Linked DNA regions of Oryctolagus cuniculus: region 1 is linked to region 2. Evidence: chromatin contacts called from public Micro-C data. All regions are on one chromosome and are shown on one strand. Each heading gives the region's core, a stretch centred on a gene start, on an enhancer-like site or on the middle of the called end of the contact. The rest is flanking DNA. Distances are from core to core; before and after follow the strand shown.

Region 1 (4,722 bases), core at 2,159-4,658, 230 kb after region 2:
TGCCTCTGCCTCTCTGTAACTCTGCCTTTCAAATAAAAAGAATCTTTAAGATGTTCTTAAAGAGCAAGATCCTGGATGAGACATAGAAGCCTTAAACAGAGATCTAGCATGTTCCACTAAATTACAACGTTTGTCTGACCCTGCCCTGTAACAGTTAATTATACTTGTCCTGCTTCCACAATTAGCTAATTGCTAGCAGAATCCTTCGTCATTTTTGTTTCCCAGTACACCTAAGACAGGCACTTCATAGCTGAAATTTTACAAAAATCTTTTACAGATCACAATACATTTTTAGAACCTAAAGATCTTGCAAGGTAAGTTAAATAACTTTCTACATTTTGCACAGACATTGACATTGGGTCCATTAAAAACCAACTGGCAGGGTCAGCACTATGGTATAGCAAGTAAAGCCGCCACTTGTGGTACTGCCATCCCATATGGCCCGGCTGCTCCACTTCTAATCCAGCTCCTTGACAGTGCACCTGGGAAAGCAGTGGAAGGCGGTCCAAGTACTTGGGCCCCTGCACCCACGTGGGAGACCCAGAAGAAGCTCCTGGCTTCAGATTGGCCCAGCTCCAGCATTGTGGCCACTTGGGGAGTGAACCAGTGGACGCAAGATTCTCATTATCTCTCTCTCTGCCTTTCAAATAAATAAATCTCTAAAAAAAAAAAAAAAAAAAAAAAAAAAGCCAACTGGCCAGGTATCCTTTAACACCACAGAATATCACAGAAGGCTCCCAACAAATGTTGACAGCTGTCCCTCAAAATATTTTTCTAACAGTATAACATCATTAACTGTTGCTATGAGAAATGGCTTTAGCTTTTCTAGAAAACAGACACATTCAGCTCTGCAAAGTTAGTTAACTTTCAAGTTATTATATCAGTGGTTCTCAAACTACTAGAACTAAGAATTGGGAATATGATAAAAAATGAACATCTTTGGGCCATCATCATCCCTAGAATTTTGATTCAAAAGGCCGGGAATCTGCATGTGTTTTTTAATATATGTATTTTTTAAATTTTGAGAGAGAGAGCTCCCATCAGCTTATTCACTCCTCAAAAGCCCGCATCAGTTGGGCTGGGCCAGGTCAAAGCCAGGAACCGGAACTCAATCCAGTTCTCCCACGTAGGTGGCATGGACTCAAGTACGTGAGCTAGCACAGACTGCTTCTCAGGGTGCACATGTGCAAGAAGCTGACATCAGAAGCAAACCCAGAACTCAGGTCCAGGCACTCTGATATGGGATGTGAGCGTCTCAACTGAAAGCTTAACCTTGAGGCCAAATGCCTACCTTGGGATCTGCATATTTTAAAAACTCCCAACTGATTCAAATGTTGGTCTGTTCAGGTATATGTGAAAACTGAATAAGAATTTTAAAGAACTTCATAAATCTAACAAAAAAAAAGTAATAAAGCCAATTTTCTACAGTTAGAAACATGTAAGCAAAAGCTGACAGAAACTACACAAGGCTACAGCATCTAACACAGTAGGTCCTCAAAAACCTCCCTAGACCTAATGGACTCCTCATGCTGCATAGAAGGTGAAGTCAGGGATCTTTTAGGTAATTACAAATACTATCCCATTTTAATGAACAAATTCATCTATGGTTCACATGTAATTTAGTGAAACATTTTCATAGGTATACCAATGGCAATGGCAACAGTTGGCAATTCTGAACCCAATATACTGAAATAATAAATGAAAAACTCACCATCAGGAGCAAGCAGTTAGGCTGATCAGTGATTGATTTAGGACACCCATTAAGACACTTGCAGCCCACACAGCAGTACCTGTTTTCAGTTCCCAGATTGGGTTCCTGATTCCAGTTTCCTATTAATGAAGCCCCAACAGTGAAGGCTCAAAGAATTGGGTTCCTGCCACCCATGTGGGAGACCTAGATTGAGTTTCACCAAGCCCCAGTCCCAGCCCCAGACAATGGTGGCATTTGGAGAGTAAATTAATGGAGGGTATCTCTCTCATGCAGGCACTCGCGCTCTCTCTCTGGCTCTTGTGCTCTGCCTGTGTGTCTGCCTCTCAAATAAATTATCATCAGTATAACCCCATTTTAAAATCTGACCATCAAAAAGTATTATCTGTAAGATTACGGATTAAGGGTGATTTCTCCTCAGTTATTAAACATTCATTGACAGCCCAACACAGCATCTTTCTAAACTTTCTGAATTCTGTACAATAAGCAAATTTATGTTTTCCATCATTATAAAAGTTCTACAAGTACCTTTAAATCTCACAATCTTAATAAACTTAGCAGGAAAACAAAAATAACTAGTAATTACATCTATCATAAATCTAAAACATCCAAATATCTAACTTATGGTATCAAACTTTAATCACATATTTTTACATTAATACCAATACAAATCATTTTCGTTCTAAAATGTAGAATAGATACCAATTCCGTCAGGTACTTGTTATTAGAATAACTACTACGACTTAAAATCCTCTTGCCACTCATTCTCTGGATCTATTTAGGTGGGACACTTTTGTACCGTGGACAGAAGCGCTAAAATATTTCTCTCTTGGCAGGAGGATACCTTTTGTGAAAGATATTTTTCTAACTGTGAGTGTTTATCTAGGAAACTTAGCATTGTAGAGCTGGGACAGGGCTTTCTCCAAGGAAGACTACCCTTAGAGACAAGATGTAATATAAGAAAGCAAGGATGAGCTACCAGCAGGTGATGAAATTTCACCTCAAATAAGACGCAAAAGGTTATTCTCAAGCAAGTCATGTCCGTGAATGACACTCCAGGTACACCAGGGGCTCTCAGGACCCCGCACTTTCTGCACCCGGGTTCTCACCCTGCCCTCCCTCCCTTCCCCCCCGGGACTCTGCAGAACAGAGTGCAGGGCGCGGGGAAGCCGAGGCTGTTTGCAAACAGGCGTCCTCCGCCTCCCTCCGGGATGTACAAGCAGGGCCAGGGCTAAGAGGCTGCGCTCCGCCCGGCCCGGGCCAAGCCCAAGGACGCCCGTGCCCCCCCCCCCCCCCCCGCAAGCCTCTCTCCACACACCGGGCCGCACCGAAACCGAGGCCGGGGCGACGGCTTCTCGGCAGCGCGGGGCCTAGTCGCACCCCACGGGCCTCCATCCTCCCGGGAGACGCGAGAAATAAGGGCTGAGGCCCCAGAGTTGCGGGGTGGGGGAGGCGGCCGCAGCGACAGGACGCCCCGTCCGCCCGGCCCCAGGGCTGCCGCCAGGGCCCCCACAGGCGGCGGCAAGCAGGCGAGTCGGGACCGCGCCGCACCACACTCACCACGAACAGCGGCCACCACCGCTTCAGCATGGCCAGGAGGGTCGTCCCGGAGCCGAAAGCCTCCTCCGGAGGGCACCGGCGCGGCCCCAGGAGCCACCGCGAAGCCTCCCACTCCTGACGGGGCTGTGGTCGCCGCAGTTGCTGCTGCTGCTGCTGAGGCCCAGTGCCCGCCCAGGCGCATCGGCTCCCGGGCCGCCGCACCCACGCAGACCCCGGCGGAGCGCCGCAGGGCCAGGCCAGGGGCGCAAGGCTGCGGCGGGACGACCGAGGTGCTGCAGGCGGGGATCCTCGGCGAAGCCTCCGGCGTCGCGGTGGACGCTCCAGCCTTCCGCGCCGCTGGGCCACAGCGCCCCCTGGACCCCACGTCTGGCTACGGCGCCGGGACTGCGGCGGCCACGCCGGGCACGAGCGGCAGGGAACGCGAGGGAGCGCGGCCTGGGGGTGGCGGGGGCCCCGCGCTCCCTGCGCCGCCTGCGGCTCGCGGCCCGCCTCTCACCCCTGACGACGCTTCCTGGGAGCCGGAAGCCCCTCGGTTCCCACAAACCCCTGGCGGTCCCACCCCCCGTCAGACCCCGAGCACCCTTTCCTTCTCTGCGGAAGGTACGTGCACGTTCTTGTCACTCGGACTGGCACCTGAGAGCGGGAGCGTGAGGAAGTCTCCTCGTCTCATCTCTCCTGGGGGGGAGGGGGGCACGGAATCTCTTCTGGTCCCTTCAGTGTGTCTGCGTGAAAGACGAGTGACCCAGAACAGACCTTTTTTTTTTTTTTTTTTCCCCCGAACACACACACAAATCCTCTCACAGAACAGATGAGGCAATTGTCTTTGACCTTAACTTTTTTGGATCTACCGTGCAGTGCGTTACAGAAATTTCCTACAGATACCAAAACCTCAACCCCTCCATCCCCTCCACCCCCCCTTCTATAAAGTAGGGAAAAAAAATGCTGAGCAAGAGAAGAAAATAGCCATCGGGTTGTCCTGAAATTCATAAACAACTTAAAGGTAAGAAAAGACCCATCCATCTTTCACTAACCACCCTCCGTTAACCCCACCCCACCCCAGCCCCACCCCCAGCCAAATCCTGGGTAAGGCTCTGAAGGAAGGAAATTGTTTTCTGTGTAGTGGAGTCTGCAGATAGCCCATGTCTCACGCAACCTCTAGGGTGCCAGCGTCAGAACGAAAAACAAAGAGAAATTCTCCAAATTCTCTGGTCCCCAAAGTTTCCAAATACAGAATTTTTTTCAGAGTACTATTCTAGAATGAGCAGAAACCTTGTTGTCAGATCCTGATACTAGCCATTCCAGTTCTGTCATCTATGGCTTTATGACCTGAGCAAGTTATGTAACATTTTTGAATGTCAGTTTTCTGTTGTCTGCCTTGGTGTTGTTGGGAAGGTTAGAGATAAAGGAACTGACCTGTAGAAAATACTCAATAAATATTAGTGCAAATTTTTGTT
Region 2 (4,870 bases), core at 1,835-4,334:
AAATTTTTAAAGAACTTTGTTTTCTTTTTCTAAGCATCTGGAATTGTAGCAAATTATACTGAATGGAAATAACTCATATATTTTGGAATTTTTCATTAAATAATTTTTTCCAGAGTATTTGGGAAGTTTACAGTCATTACAAACATCAGATTATAAAAATCGAACTTTGCCAGGCTGGTGCTGTGGCACAGTGGGTTAAAGCCCCAGCCTGCAGCGTCGGCATCCCACTGTTCCTCTTCCAATCCTGCTCTCTGCTATGGCCTACGAAAGAAGTAGAAGATGGTCCAACTCCTTGAGCTCCTGCACCCACATGGGTGACCCAGAAGAAGCTCCTGGCTTCAGATCAGCTCTGGCCATTGTGGTCATCTGGGGAGTGAACCGGCGGAATGGAAGACCTCTCTCTTTCTCTTTCTCTCTCTCTCTTTCTGGCTCTATCTCTCTCTGTAACTGTGTCTTTTCAAATTAAAAAAAAAAAAATCAAACTTTGCTTGCTTAACAGACTTTTGTTACTAGCCCTGCCACTTATTTAATGGTAACATATCATATATAGAAATATATGTAACAATATGTATATATTGTAAAATAGTTTTGGAAGAATGTGAAAGAAATTGGTTACCTCTAGGAAAGAACTGGTTGGCTTGTGATCAGGGGTTGGAGAACTTTTCACTGTATGCCATTATGTGTCTTAAATTTTAAACAAAGTGAAATATTTATAGAAAAGTTGCTAGAAATAATATCGAGCAATTATAAAAATGTCTTAAAGGTGCCATTTTTCATAGTAATCTATAAACTTATTTTTATATGTTTGAAAAGCAGAGAGACAGAGATCATTCATCTGCTGTTTCATTCCCCAAATACCCACAACAGCCGGGACTGGGCCTGGCTGAAGCCAGGAGGCTGGAATTTAATCCAAGTCTTCTGAGGGTGGCAGTTACCCAAGTACTTGAGTAGTCACCACTGCTTCCCAGGGTGCGTGTTAGTAGGAAGCAGGAATTGGAAGCCGAGTCAGGACTTGAACCCATATACTTGGATATGGAGTTGCAGGCATCACAAATGGTGTCTTAACCACTGTACCAAACACGCATTCATCACAAATGTTTAAATACAAATGATTTATGTGGTACAGAAAACAAAAGATAAGTAGGAATAAATCTAACAGAGATTAGTTACATGTCTATATGTGATTCAGCATCTGGCAGAGTTTCTTACATGCGTTTGCAAGTTAATTCTTTCCTCACTCACAACCACTGTATCTTGTGGGTTTGCAAGTTAACTCTAACATCTATATAAAAACCAACAGAATACACTCATCTAAACCCTCATGTGAGGGACTGAGGAAAATATAACCTCAAAAATATTTGGCCTAAATCTATTGATGTAAAAATTATCAGACAAATCCATGTTATAGGTGAAATGCTCTGATAAGTAACTGCTCACTCATTGAAGATAGAAATTTCATTACAGCAAACCCCAAACGTGGAGGAGCTATTCTAATTCAAGAGACACTAGGGCTAAATGCGCTGCTTCTTGATTGAGGCTTGGATTTAAAAAAATACAATTATAAACATAATCATGAACTATGTAACGTGTTAGAGTTTGTGAATGTGATTAAGTGTGGTTATGTAAGAAAATGTTTTTACTGAAACATGAATCAAAGTCACTTTCTATCTTGGAAATCAATTTTTATGATGAAATGAAACAGTTGGAACCCAAATGCCCCACCGATGGGAGAGGAAACAAATGTGTGGACTATTTTGATATTTAGTCTGGAAAATGCAAGAAAGCGTATGAGCCAGAAATTCCATTCATAGGTATGTACGAAATTTATATATGCATACCAAGAGTCAGGTACAATGCGTCACTGTAGTGGCATGTCACTGTTACTTCGTATTATGGACCACCACGCAGAAATGAAATCCTGTCAGGTATACATGCCAGTGTGGATGAAGGTTACAAACAGGGTTGAATAGAAAAAAGTTATATGGTACATACAATACTAATGACCTTTAAAATGTACCATGACTACTGGCTCAGGATAAATATAAACAGGACGGTGGGCACCTCTTTAGGGGTGTGGCAGGGTGGGATGTGTCCAGGTGGCCTCAGCTGTAATGTGCTTTTTCCTAAACCTGCAACAGGTGCCCAGGTGGCTGGAATTCACAGAATGTCACAGGACTATTGAGTGCCCGCTGCGTGCTGCAGGCACCGTGGAGCGGAAACGGAAATGTCTGCCTCGCGCAGCCGGCCCTAGTGCGTGAACTAGTGCGTATCTCCGTGTAAACACTTCAGGGTGGCCATGCGTGATTTCTAAAAGTGAGGTGTGAGGAAGTGAAACCTCGATTTCAAAAGAAAGGTGCAGTGGGTCCCTTCTCCTGGGAAGAAACAGAAACAAGGAGCCCGGGCGGTCGCAGAAGCCACTCGCGGCGAGACTACGCGTGGCAGTGGGGAGGCAGCGGTGTCCACGGAAGCCATGAGGGCATTTCTGCTGCCGCCAAAGGGCAGGTGCTTTTCTCATCCGCCATTCCAGGGACGCCGTCTGTCTCGCGGGTTGAGAAGTGGGGCAGAGCCGTCAGGAAAAGCGGCGCGAGCTCGAAACCCGTCTCTCCTGGCCAGACTGATGCACCGCGGGGTAGGGGCGTGAGCGCCCCGCTAAACCCGCCGTAGCGGCCTCGAAAAGTGCCGTTAGCGCCGTTTTACCTCAGCTGTCAACCCGACTTCCGAGCGGAAACAGGCAAATTCGAGTGAGGATGAAGAAAAACAGGGTGCGCCGCAAGGTCCCGCCCCCGGCCCAGGGAGCCGAGAGACCGGATAGGTCCGGCGAGCCTGCGGCCAGCGCCGCCTCCCGAAGGGCCAGGGAAGCGGCTGCGCGACGCAGGGGCAGGCCGAGGACAGGGCCGCACCTCCCGCATTTGCGCGAGCCACTGGAGGGCCCCGGCCGGGCCGCCGGGAGCGCCAGCCTGGCGGTCTCGCGCTACCTGCCCGGGGGCGCCTGCGCACTGCGCACCCCGCCCTCGGAGTCACCTGGCGGAGCGCCCCGCCCGCCTGCCCCTCCCCACACATGCGCACTGCGAAACCGCCGGCCGCGCGGTCACGTGTTGGGCGCGAGCAGCCGGTCGAGCCGGGCGATTCCAGTCGCCGCGGCCCCCGCCGCCCCGGGCCGTGGGAGCCCCGGGCGGTGCCTGTCGGGAGGAGTCCGGGGTTTGGTTTGCATCCACCGCGAGGTATGCCGCGTATCTGCCTCCCGGCGTTTGGAGGTCTCGGGGTCGGCGGGGAGATGGAGGCGGCTTAGGCAGGGCAGGGCAGGGCCGGGCGGTGCTGGGACCTCGCCTCCCTTGCGGACTCCTTTGCCCACCTCTCTCTGGAGCCCGGGCCTGGGGCAGCCAGCGGAGCCGCAGACTCCGCCAGTGTCTGGCTGACCCCGGCTTTCCGCGAGTCCCGTCACTCGTATTCCCCGCCTCAGTTGACACCCGGGGCCATCCCGAGCGTCCCCTCCCGGGTACCCTCAGAGCCCTGTTGGCTTTGCTTCCCAACTCTGGAATCCAGCCGCAGCTCTGTCCCCACGCGCCACCCCGCGCTCCGTCAGCTCGTCTCCTTCGCGGGACGGTTGCAAGATGCTCCGTGTTGAGACGGCTTCCTGCCTTCGCTCACCCTCCTGCTTCCTGCAGCCAGACCGGTCCTGAGCGGGCGGCCTGATCCCGGGCCTCAGGATCACGCCCGACTCCCTTGGGTGTGAAGAGTTTTCATTTTTCCCGTTTCCATTTTCGCTTGCGCCATTTCTGGTCTTAGTTTATGCCCCAGCAATTCCAGGCCTGTGGTTTCCTTCTGCAGGCCCCCGAACCCATATCAAATTTTTGGAATCGTGCTCTGCTGCTTCTCCCACCCCTCCAACTTTGTCATGACTCAGCACTGCCAGGGCCTCCCTCAAGAAGCCTTTTCTCTCTGTGTTGGATAAGGGCCCCCTCGGGGTACGCATCCCCCCTGGTGCAGCCCCGTGTGCTAGGGCATGGGTCCTGGGGGATTCACGTGTGGGATGCGCCCAGCGCACAGTAGGTGCTGTGCGTGGTGGCGATCGCTCTGAATGCGAATGCTGAGTCAGCTTTCTCTGTATCAGCGCTGTCCACTGAAACCCTGCGCAGCGATGAACTCTGTGCCGTCCAGGGGTAGCCACTCGCCAGCAGTGGTGATTGAGCCCTGGATGCCTCTGTGTGGCCGAGGAACTGAATCTGTGCGCTGAATTGAAACTTAAATAACCACGTGTGTCTTCCATGACGGACAGGGCTGCTTTCAAGCCTTTCTGAATTCTGCCCAGCCTTGTACCCACCGTGAACCGCCCGGATTCAGCCTTCCAGCTTCACCCACCAGTCCTGCATCTGTTGTGCGGTGTCCGCGGCCCCCCGCCGCTCCCTTCCCTCCTGGCTGCCGTGTCCCGGCTTCCGCGCTATAATTCCCTTAGCATTTTATCCTTCAGTGCCAGGCTTTGCTTTCTCGAGAAGCTTAGGAACTACTCACCAAAGGCAGCCCCGTTAAGGGGGGTGTGGCTAGGGTCTGCTCCCCTCTGAGTCTAAATTTGATCCCCACCAGGTAGGTGTCTAAGCAGCCGGGATGCCAGGGCCAAGACCCCGGAAAGGCCCTCAGGCCAGCGGTCAGGGTGTGGCGGCCGCCAAGCAGGTATGGACATAGCCTCCTTCGCCTCTGGGCCAAGTTGGGGTGGGAGTGGGGGTCTCTGGGCAACCTGGGTCACCAGTGTGGCTTCCCTGTCAGTCCAGAGACTTTGAAGGGTGCCTTTTGGTGGTGGCGGTGCCTGTGGAGGCCCTCTGCCTGGCCCCTGCCGTGCACGGTGGGTGGACAGCCCTCAGCTCTCCTCTTGGCT

The links. Hi-C and Micro-C count contacts between places; a contact is called where the count stands out from the background.
Region 1: a Micro-C map of ear pinna shows a contact between it and region 2, with 4 times the contacts expected there. The contact joins the promoter of ZFYVE9 here to the promoter of CC2D1B in region 2. A contact is called at or near these places in 2 of 6 Hi-C or Micro-C datasets (ear pinna and an unstated tissue).

The regions. Positions count from the first base shown.
Region 1 is chr7:120,796,149-120,800,870 of mOryCun1.1, forward strand. ZFYVE9 (zinc finger FYVE-type containing 9) reads right to left here and starts at 3,409. Exons shown (of 17, transcript XM_070078506.1): 1 at 3,269-3,409. It overlaps LOC103350185 (translation initiation factor IF-2), which reads left to right. Exons shown (of 5, transcript XR_011390051.1): 2 at 2,947-3,868.
Region 2 is chr7:120,566,720-120,571,589 of mOryCun1.1, forward strand. CC2D1B (coiled-coil and C2 domain containing 1B) reads left to right here and starts at 3,085. Exons shown (of 24, transcript XM_070078512.1): 1 at 3,085-3,221; 2 at 4,582-4,668. ORC1 (origin recognition complex subunit 1) reads left to right here. Exons shown (of 18, transcript XM_070078507.1): 18 at 1-14.